Linked DNA regions of Mus musculus: region 2 is linked to region 1. Evidence: chromatin contacts called from public HiChIP or PLAC-seq data. All regions are on one chromosome and are shown on one strand. Each heading gives the region's core, a stretch centred on a gene start, on an enhancer-like site or on the middle of the called end of the contact. The rest is flanking DNA. Distances are from core to core; before and after follow the strand shown. Region 1 overlaps Gm29538 (predicted gene 29538). Region 2 overlaps Sh3bp4 (SH3-domain binding protein 4).

Evidence for each region. HiChIP or PLAC-seq counts read pairs in DNA pulled down with a chosen protein or histone mark.
Region 2: an HNF4G HiChIP or PLAC-seq map of pancreatic cancer cells shows a contact between it and region 1. The contact joins two enhancer-like sites. A contact is called at or near these places in 5 of 115 datasets of contacts at active chromatin or transcription factors (embryonic stem cells, extraembryonic endoderm stem cells and pancreatic cancer cells) and 1 of 9 other capture datasets (embryonic stem cells).

Annotation. Positions count from the first base shown.
Region 1 is chr1:88,449,174-88,454,893 of GRCm38.p6, reverse strand. All of the region lies in intron 1 of Gm29538 (predicted gene 29538), which reads left to right. Among named protein-coding and RNA genes, the nearest start is that of Gm28888, 8.1 kb to the left of the region's middle. Within about 2 kb of position 2,438, at least 25 of the 459 cell types and tissues checked have an H3K27ac peak or open chromatin away from gene starts, as enhancers often do. A contact at or near this core is called in pancreatic cancer cells, where this site is marked.
Region 2 is chr1:89,089,941-89,095,267 of GRCm38.p6, reverse strand. The region is part of intron 1 of Sh3bp4 (SH3-domain binding protein 4); the gene reads right to left. Among named protein-coding and RNA genes, the nearest start is that of Gm34331, 11 kb to the left of the region's middle. Within about 2 kb of position 2,352, at least 101 of the 459 cell types and tissues checked have an H3K27ac peak or open chromatin away from gene starts, as enhancers often do. A contact at or near this core is called in pancreatic cancer cells, where this site is marked.

The DNA.
Region 1 (5,720 bases), core at 1,189-3,688:
TCAGTAATGAGACGTCATCATTGCCACTGGTGTTGAGTGCCGGCCTACAGCAGGGCTGGTCTTCAGAGCATCCTCAGATGGAATATTACAGAATGGCTTCTACTGTGTAGTCAAGGGCAAAGTGCAGGGGCTGGTTTTCTGCCTCTGGTTAGTGTAGCTTATTAGAATTTGTCTAAAAACCTCTGTAAATCTATCTATCATCTACCTATCTATCTATCTATCTATCTATAATATATAATAAATTAATATAGTAAAATCACTCAATATATTAATTATTATATATAATATAAATATAATATGTATTAATCTATGCATCATCTACATATCTGTCTTACATATCTGTCATCTACCCATCCCTCATCTGTCTATTATCTATCTATCCTGTGTGTGTGTTGGCTTACAGGTGATTCCACTAGGCTCCTCTTAGGTACCTGTGCCATCACCTGCACGGGCCAGTTTCAGGTGTTCTACAAAAGGACAGCTTGCCACCCCAGTTCTGTCACTATCTGTTCCCACATGTTTCCAGCCGGTCTCTCTCTCTCCCCCTTTCTGTCCTTCTCTCTGCCCCCGCTTCTCTGCCCTCATGGCTCTGCTCATCTGTCACCCCTGTCCCTTCTCCACACCCTCACTCCCCTCTCTTCCCCCAAATAAACCTCCTTTATACCAGATCTGCTGCATGCTGTGATTTCTCAGGGGACACCTTGACATGAGCCCACCAGGTAGCCCCCATGCCCCATTGTATTATATTTTATAACTGTGTTTATCATTATTTTTACCTATCTTCCTACGGTCTCTCACCTACCTATTCTTCACCCATCTACTATTTACATCCACCTATATGTCTATGAAATCCATCTATCTACCAGCCTGTCATTTTTTATACTACTTGTTTACAACAAATATCTGGAATCTACCAGCCCCAAGGGAAACAGAGAGGGCAAACTCTGTCCCAATATGTCTGAAAATGCTTAACCTCCAAGAGCGGCACTGTCTTCATTTTTTTTTAAGCGAGCAAGAGCCCCCACCTCCCCAAACCACAGACATCCACCGGCCTGGGCCCTCCCTCACCAGCTCCTGCCTAGAGATAGGATGCAAATGAGGTGAATAATTAGCTTTAGTAATTGGAAACGTGAGGGAAGACACCCAAAACCTCTCCCAGAAATACCACTTACATTCTGAGGAGCAGAAAAATTCGTTCACAAATTACTTCCCACCTATTCTATCAGCATTTCATTTCTGACCCATTTATTTATTTATTTATTTATTTATTTATGCCACACGCCATATCCTGCTGTCCCCTGATTGCTTACCTGGCAACGACTTTCTTTGATGAAGACAAAGCTTTTCCTTGCCCCTCCTTATGCTCCCATTAGCATAAATATCACCCCCTTCAGTGTCTCCTTTCACCAAGAGCTGCTGTTCTGCCTACCTTGTTGATTTGCAGATTTCTCTTCTGTGTGTGAGCACACAGCACCGTCTTTCCTGCAGGGTCTAGTCCTGTCTGTCCAGGTATCCCTAGTATCCTGCACAGAGCCTGCTTTTACGCTTGTCCATTCACTGCCAAGGAATCCAGTCAGCTGGCCTATATTATTCCAAACACTCCAACCTCAGTTCACAGCCTGCTTCCTTCCCTCTGACTAAAAGCCCAAGATCCTAGGTCAGGGTCACCACACAGGACAGGCCCAATGTGGGGAAACCACAGTACTGCAAACACAATAGAAACTTGACTGCGAAGTCAATCCAGTTATTTGGTACAAGCTACATCTTCCCTAAACTCATGGCTTTATCTATAAACGCGTTTGTCTACTCTCTGTCTCAACTGCTGTGTTAAATGCTAGGCAGAGGGCTCTGTCTGTCAGTGTCCGATGCAGAACTGTGGGAACCTGAGCTCAGACCACCGCCCCTCCCCCACCCCTGACCATATTAAAAAGCCTGCTGCAAGGTCCGTCTGATGCCACACAGCATGGGTGGGTGGAAGACATTCAGAGGCCTGTCAGCCTCATGGCCTACTCACCTCAGCAGCTACGGTGATGTGTAAGTATATGGTGTGATTAGAGAGAAAGAGAAGCCGAACTGGAGACTTGAGGGTGGGGAGCCCAATGTGAGTAGCCTGAGTCCTGTAGCAGCAGGGGTCTGTGTCAATGTCCATGTTATCACCAAAGGCCATGCAGACGTCCCCTGTATGGGCTGCTGCCTGGGACCCAAGGGCTGTGCAGAGCTGACCCTGCCTCTTTCTGGTTGTGGCACTTTGGATGGGCTACTGGAGCAGAGCTGGAGAGCTTGTCCCTGTGGTGTGAATTCAGGTTAGCGGGTGGGCTGACCAACTCAGCTAGCGTCCAGGCCCAGGTCCAGGGCTTGGAGTTGACACCACAACGCCTACCCCATGTATGAACTGCTGGAGCTCATAAAGAGGCCGGTCCTACAGATCCAAAGCTGATAACTGAGAGGAACCCCAGAGAGGCTCCAGTACCAATAGTGCCTCGAACCAGACCAATGACTCATTCCATAAACACTGGCAAGTAAAGATGCTTAGTCAAAAGGGCACAACAGTGTGATACACCATGACACACTGCAGCTTGCAGGGCGAGATCTTCCTTCTTTCCTTCCTTCCTTCCTTCCTTCCTTCCTTCCTTCCTTCCTTCCTTCCTTCCTTCCTTTCTTTCTTTCTTTCTTTCTTTCTTTCTTTCTTTCTTTCTTTCTTTCTTTCTTTCTTTCTCTGTTTCTGTTTTTACTTTTTTGTTTTCTTGAGGGCTGGGGAGAAGGAGGTTTCAAGGGCCAAGGGCAGGCAGATACAGAGACAGGGAGATAGATGAATGGGACTCGGGGTTCACGATGTGAAAGTCACAAAGAATCAATAAAAAAGTTAAAAAGTAAATAAAGAGCCTGCTGTGCAGTAGACACATGCCTACCACCCCCTCTGTAGAGACAGAGACGGCAGCATCTGTCGGAGCTTACAAGTCCGCTGGCCTTGCCAAATCCCTGAGCTCCAGGTTCAGTGTGAGGCCCCATCTCAAAAAATATTGGTGGAGAAGCAACTCAGGAAGACATCCTATATTGATATCTACATGAACATACTATGTATGCACACACCCACACAAACACCACACACACACACACACACACACACACACACACACACACACACAATGCCTATAGCCCCCTAAAGCCCTAAGATGTTATGATGCCTGGTTTTACATAAATAAAATCTGTCATAAAGTAGTTGAGTGTACACTACTATTCTTTTAAGTATAAACAGATGACATGAATGTGTAGCGCTCAATGGTTCTTACATCGTACAACCAAAATAAAAGGGTGAAAGAGGTCAGAAGGGCCACCAGAAGAGCTGGCCAGGCTTCCCAGGAGCATGGTGGTGTGCAGCAAGGACCGCAGAGAACAGCTGGCAGCATGGAGGGCTGTCCCAAGCTGTGATGCTGCTGGGTGCAAAGTCAGCCCACGGTGCCAACCTGTGGGTACCACAAGACAAGATTGTCATTTTTAAAAGAGGCATCATAGAAAGATGGAAAATCAAAGGCGCCTGTATTTCAGTGGAGAAGCCATTATACACCATATAAAGAAATCAAACATGAGTGACTATTTTAAAGATTTATTGCAAAATTCAATTCCAGGTATTCAGGGTACTTCAAGCTCGCAATTATTTTTCTGTCACTGTGTAACTGAGTAATTCTAACTGTTCATTATACAGTCTCCGAAGGAAAATTGCTGGCTGGTCAGCACGTTTCCATCTTTGGTTGACCTGGCCACTCACTACAGTGTGGGCAGGGGGCTTATTTTCTCTTCCAATTTGCCTAAAAATATTCTCACACAGCCCAAGGAGAAAAGGGATCTAGGCCTGACAGCCATTCCTTCTGAAGCAGAAATTGTAACCAAGTTCACAGAGCCTGACAACTCACTGCTGTGCATAAAATGTGGCGGCCAAAACTGTGAAAGACTAAAGGTTTGTTAATGTAATTACCGCAGGAGAACTTTACACATCCTCTGCAGTGGGTTAAAGTTAGAACCGGAAGCCCTAAGGTTGTTTCTGTTTCAGTTGCTTCTTCCCGTACCATTGAATTCTCAATTGTAAATGATGACTTTGTGACAAGTTTCTATTCTTTCCAAGTCAAATAGATGTGCATCTCTGGGGCTGGCCACAGTGGAGTCTCAGCACTGTGCATGCTTTCAATAAGTAGATGTTGAGAGTAAGAGACAGTGCTTCCTAGAAAGAGGCCAGCCCAAGAAGAGAATCACCTAGAGACGGACAGATGGACAGACAGAAGGACTCTCAGCATCACCCCGGTTTAAAGTCTGGAAGTGGTTTCCATGCTATACTGTAAGGTTAAAGAGCCCAGCATTCAGAAAGGCCAGCATGGCAAAATACAGAAAGGGGAGAGCTACAAAGAGGAATGGTTCTAGTGAAAGCCAGAGAGAAACCTCCAAATGTTTTGATTTGTGTTGATCTGAGTGTGTGAGAGGTAACTGAGTCCAGAAAAGACTCTCCAGAAGGTGGAATCTAGAACAACTCTCTAAACTCACGTAGGGCTCTTCTCTCCATCACAGAAAGGGCTTTTGATAATGAAACAATAGATTACATCCTCAGAAAATAATTGGTTTGATGGAATCAGGGGAGTGGTTGTCTAGGCATTTTCCTAGATTCAAAAGAATCCTGGGCCAGCCCTAGAAAACCTTGAACACGAGCCTCAAAACTATTGACTAGAATCCATGTGACTTCAGTGAGAAAACAAAATTCAAAGAATCCCAAAAAGTATAACATTCTTGAGACTCATGGCTACAGTATCCCATGTCCAATAAGACTCCCCACCCAAAGGGGTGGTAGACAAACTGCTCACATGATAGAGAGGACTGAACTAGCAGGAAAGGGTGATTATCATAAACGGTCACCACACATTCAAGTCCTTACAGGAACCATGATCACAATAAAGTGGGAAGTGTAGCAATGGCACTGGTCCAAGTAGGACACCCAGAGATGAAGATAAAAAATGTAGACCACTGGATGAGATGGACAGCACCCAGCCATGCAGAAGAAATCAGTGGGCACAAACACAATAAGGCAAACTATTAAAAATGAAATTAAAAAGAGAGAGGTGTAGCCAGAATGCTAGTGACATAGGGAAACGGCAGAGCATCTAAACCACATGGAAAGAATCACAGAATACACTAATACACACATACACACGCACACACACACACACATGCACACACACATATGCACACACACGTGCACACGTACACACACACACGTACACGCACTCTCTCTCTCTCTCTCTCTCTCTGTATGTGTCTCTCTCTCTCTCTCTCTTACCTCTCTCTTTCTCCTGATCAAAAGAAACCTGGGGCTGGAGAGATGGCTCAATGGTTAAGAACACTGATTGTTCTTCCAGAATACCAAGGTTTGATTTCCAGCCCCTATGTGACAGCTACAATTTATAATTCCAGTTCCAGGGGAATCTTTTGCCCTTTACTGGCCTATCTGGGCACTGCATACATATGGTGCGTAGACATCCATGCAGGCAAATTCCTATACACATGGAGGAGGATGAGAAGTTGGGGGGTGAGGGGAGGAGGAGGAAACAGGGCCGAAAAGATGGCTCAATGGTTAGAATGTGCACTTATCTTACAGAAGACTCATTCAGTTCCCAGTACCATGTCAGGTGGCTTGCAAGTGTCTTTAACTCCACCTCCAGGGGGATCTGATTCATTTT
Region 2 (5,327 bases), core at 1,103-3,602, 640 kb before region 1:
GCACTTTTAAGATATGTGTTCATGCAATTAAAAAAAAAATACTGGCTTCTGGGACTTTCCATTGGGAAACAGCCATTGTTGGACTATAACCTGTAAGGCACTATAATAAATCCCATATATATACTCATTCTATCCATTCTGTTTCTCTAGAGAACCCTGAACAATACATTTCCCTTTCTTACAAGCCTCGGGGGTCAGGAAGAAAGCCTAATAGAAATCCATACAGCAAGAGACACCATAGCATAATGGATATCACACCATAGTAACACACAGATTCCTTTTAGGGGGCAACCAGGTTAAGTGCACATGGTGGGTGCTCTCTCCCTCTGGAGGGAGGGTGCTCCCCAAGGCAGCACACCAGGCCTCAGTAAACACCCCAAAGAAACCCTAGGATCCATGCTCCCTCCCTCCAGGAACAACTCCCAGGTATGGTCTCACAGCTCCTCAAGAAGGTCCCAGACCCGTGCAGCCTCCGTGTCCACAAGGTCACTCGTTCAGCAGTTCACCTCTTGCTGTTTTCCTCTCTCACCTCATCTTCCTGGTGCCCCAAACCCTGTTCCTGAGAGAAGTCACCATCTAAAATACCAGGCTCTGCCTCTGGGGGTGGGGGTGGGGGGGTCGCAGTCTGGAACAGATGGGAAATGTACAGCTGGCTCTAGGTCACTGGGTTGGCTTTTTGCCAAGACACAAACAAGGCTGATATACACACACAAAACAGCACTCCTGGCTGGTTCTAGTCAATGCTGGAGGGTGACTCTGTATTGTTGGTGCACACACACACACACACACACACACACACACACACACACACACCAATTTAAAAAGTCATGCAAATATTTTGTTCCATTAATACAACACATTTATACCCCTGCTAAATCGGAGGTGAGAGAGCAAGTGTCGCCTGTACTCCAAGAGATGGTTTTTCGTCAATAATATATACAATCACCATGGATCACTCCCAGGTTAAAGATCACCAGAGGTGATGGGATTGGGGCTGTCAGCTAGGTCTGGATACTAATGCAGGTGCCATGATCCTAGGCTAATCCGCAGGGAAGCGCACAGTATGGAAGGAAGGAAGGCTCTGTGTAGTGGTCACGTCTTTGGATTCCCACACTCCTGTCTCTCCTATTGCTGCTATAGCACAGGTTTATCCCATGTAGTTTTAGGGGCTAGAAATCTGAACCCAATCTTATGGGGTAAAGCCAAGGAGATAGCCAAGGAGACAGGGTGAACAGGGAGGGTTAGACTTACAAATCCTTTCTCTGCCCTTTTTTAGCTTCTCGAGTTTACCAATCTCCCTGCCTCTGGTACCCAAAGCACACTCATTTAGTCCGTATCTGTCATCAGTTCCTGTGGTTGAACCTCCCTCCACCACCTCTTACAAAGACACATGTGTTTGCATGTAGGGCAGAAGTAGGAACCATGCATGGTACGGCCTGGACATGGTCTGAATGCTGAAACCTTAAGTCTCCCAGACTGGAGATGTTAAGAAAAGGTAAATTCTCTAAGAGGTGGGGCCTAGCAGAAGGTAATCGGTGGTAGGGTCGCCCCTAAAAGGAATTCATCTAGCCACCCTGCTAGATGAAAAGAACAACCTTGCCCTATCCTAGACTCTCTGGTTTTCTGTCTCTCCCAGGGATCTCAGCACCCAATGATGCTGGCGGGAGGCTCTTGAATCTCTTCTTTATCAGTTCTTTATTAATGAAAATACCAAGAAATCCTGACACCCCAGGCTCCTCCCATCTGCAAAGGCCCCTTTGCTCTAATAGGTAATGGTCACAGACACTAGGGCTTGGGTATCTTTCGGGATGCACACTCTAGCAAACTTAGTTTACTGCCCAACCCCCTCCCAGCCTCACTTGCCTCTCCTTCTTGCACAAACGCACCTCCCCCTTGTCCCTGTATCTCCAGGAAAAGTGTTCTCTGAGACAAGACCTTTGTCCTGATCTCTTGTGCACGAGGAAGCCTCTGGATTCTAGCAGGCACTATTGCAAAGATGATGGCTGGGTGTTCACAGTATGGACACAGACTTAGGTTCTCATACCCTAGGTGCAGACAAGTTGCTGAACCTGGAGGATTCTGGTTGACAAGTACATTAGGGATGGTGCCCCCCACCCCAGCGTAGGTAGAAAGTGGAGGCTAAAGGTCATTTAAAAAGAGGGGCAGTCAGCTGTGCTCATTCCCCTTTGCATCTGCCTTCTAGAAAGAAACAAGTAAAATTAAATTTTTCTTGTGAACTATCAAAAGGAGTTGTTTGACAGCATTTTTCCATTCCAGTATCATTGTGCAGGGACTCAAAAGCTGGGTGACGCCCACAACAAAGGTCGCCATGGAAACCGCTCACCTCCCTCCTGAAAATCATGACTTCAACCGCTCCATCCTCCCAAACCCACTCCAGATTGTTACCGAAGAACCTTTGTGCAAACAAACACCAGCGACTGCCTGAATGGCAGGAAATGTGGCAGCTTTTTTTCTAATTTTAACTTTGCTCCAGGAATGTGTGTGTGTGTGTGTGTGTGTGTGTGCGCGCGCGCGCGCGCGCGCGTTTGGAACACTCAGCCAGGGGCCCACATTCCTTTGCAGCCACCTCCAGGGAGCCCAGAGAAAAAGCAGCTCTCAGGCAGGCCTTCTCAAAGGAGGATGCACCACAAACATCACTCTACTCCAGCCAGAGTGGAGTCCAGGGCCTGAGCACTCAGGTCATGGCCGGGAAAACCTAGAAAACAATCCTGCCAAGCATCCCCTGGGACAGAAGGGTTCCAAGGAGTCTCATTCTGTTTTAAAGCCTTGCACGGTGGAGTGCCCCCCCCCCCCGCAGTGAAAGAACACTCTAAGAACCAGCGCGTTTTGCCTAGTTCTAGTAAATTCCAAGACTTTGTAGGATCCAGTAAGAAAAGTGAACCGAAACCATGTAAAAAATCTAGTTGGAACAAAGGAGAATAATAACATGAGTCTGGGGGAGGGGAGGCAGATGTACCTGCATTGAAAGTCTATCAGATACACATCACCCCGGGCGGACCAGCTCCAATATCACAAGGTGGTCAGTGTGGAGCTTGATGCAGAGGAATAGCTGGTGGGGGTGGGGGGAGGTGTGTGCAGAGGATCCGATTTCCACTGGCAGTTTGCATGCTGGGGCAGACAAAGCGCTTCCCTGTCACATTCTACCATCCTACAGGTAGTCCTGCTTCAAAAATCCCCACAGCAAAGGTGGGGATAATTCACACAGGTGAACCCAAGGACAGCCTGGTGGGTCAAAAGGAACCCAGCTCTGCACAGCAAATGACCACAGATAACAAAGGTTGGACATTTCTCCATTTCAGTGGCTCAGGAAGCAGGGTTGGTTTAGCTGAGCGAAGACACCATCTTCTGGGGTCTAAGCCTCTCTCTCAAACAAGGTCAGGGTCTCATCAAGGTTCAACCTGATCACCTGGTTGGAGCTAATAGTGGTTTGTGGCTTCCTTGCTGTGCCTGTACGAGACCACCCTCGTCCCACCTCAGGGGAGTTTGTGAACAAAGCCAACGAGTTATTAAGCAAGTTCACTCACCTAACCACAGAGAGACACTCACCTTTTGTTGTGTTTTGTTTTGACTTGACACAGAGATTCATGTAGCCCAGGCTGGCCTCAATCTCCCTATATAGCTTAGGATGGCCTTGAACTTCTGCTCCTCCTGCTTTCAACTTGTGCATGCATCCAGTCTGAGGATCTAATATCTTCAGAGGAACTAATCTTATAAGAGGCAGCCAGAGACAGGAGAGACCATGAGAGTGAACTCTGTGTGGTACAAATGTAAACAAGCAGAGGATGGTCGACAACACAACAAGGTCGGGAATAGCTCTCCGCATTACTTAAGATCCACCAGATAAACGGACTGACTGAGCTCAATGGATGCCTCAGCGTTTGGTGCTGTTTCAGAGGACCAGGGTTTGATTCCCAGCAACTACATGGCAGCTCACAACCATCTGTAGTTCTCACTGCAGGGAATCTAATGCCCTGCTTTGGTCTCCATCAACACCAGTCACACTCATGCAGGAAAAAAAAATACTCATAGGCATAAAAAAATTAAAATTTAAAATATTTTAGAAGAACACTACATCTGAAACAGGGGGACAGGAAGGACAGGCTGAAGTCGGTCTGTGCCAGCAGTGGCTGTGTAAGTCTGGACGAGAGCTCTCTGTTTGTGACTCTTCAATGACCACACTGATGTCCTGCATTCTGTCTATATGTTTAGGGGGTCACCTTCCTTGGTCCCTTGCATGGCAGTGACAACAGCCACTGAGAGCCTCCGAAAATTCAGCTTGTTCCTGCTGGGCATCCCTCATTACTGTTTATCTTGCTCAGAAAGAGAACCAGGCCAGCTCAAGCCCACACCACTGCCCGGAAATCCTCTTTGCCCTCCTTGCTAAACCTCAACAGCGGCCTCGGATTCTTCTCTGAGGCGAGGTTGCTCCTCCCAGGTGGGGTGAGTGTACTCAAGGATCGCCCCACCTGTCTTAACTACAGGCGCCACAGCTATAAGACTCGCTTGGACCCTGAAGCATCTTCTTGTTGGGGTGTCTGTGCATCTCTGGCAACTGAAAACACCAGTTGACTGCCGGAAGCTAGGAGTCACACAAAGCTGCATTCTGTGTGTAAGAGTGTCCAATCAAACACTCCCAAAACAGGCTCGAGGAGAGACACCAGTCTGCAATGAGGAAGGAGGCTAGGAGGGTTCACCACGGAGTGTCGCATGAACCGGATGACTTGAGCCTCTGTGAAGGGGCCCGGGGTCTGGTGGGGGGCTCAGAGGGGCATTTGTGTCTGCCCCTCACACCTCAGATACTAGCTGAGCCAACGAACAGGTGAACGCGGTCCTTGTGGTTTTTCACAAAGGGAGGCGCATCAAAGCACCTGCTAAGTCAGATGGGGTTAGTCGGCATACAGAGCGAGCCCAGGTCTTGGGAGTTAAACACTTGTGTGTGCGTTGAAGAAGGGTGTGTACAAACAGAAGAATCAGAGGAGGAACTGCTACGGGTTAGCTGGGACACTACATGTCTGTGACCACAGTGCATGGCAGCCCAGGGAGTGAAACTCCTTCAAGTCTCCACCACTATACTCAGGCCTTCGTTTTTGTTTGTTTGTTTTTTTTTTGAAAGTGCTCCACAAACCTCCAGGTTCTTCCTAGGGCGCATACCACGTAAGTGACGTGAGTGTGGGGGGCTGTGTCTAACAGATAAGACCTCAAATGTACACTTCAGTAAGCTCAGAGAGCTGTGTGTTGGCATGAGGAAGAAAACGGAAAATGTGATGTCGGGACTCTGGAGGAAGCCTGCAGGGGTGGGAGTGGGG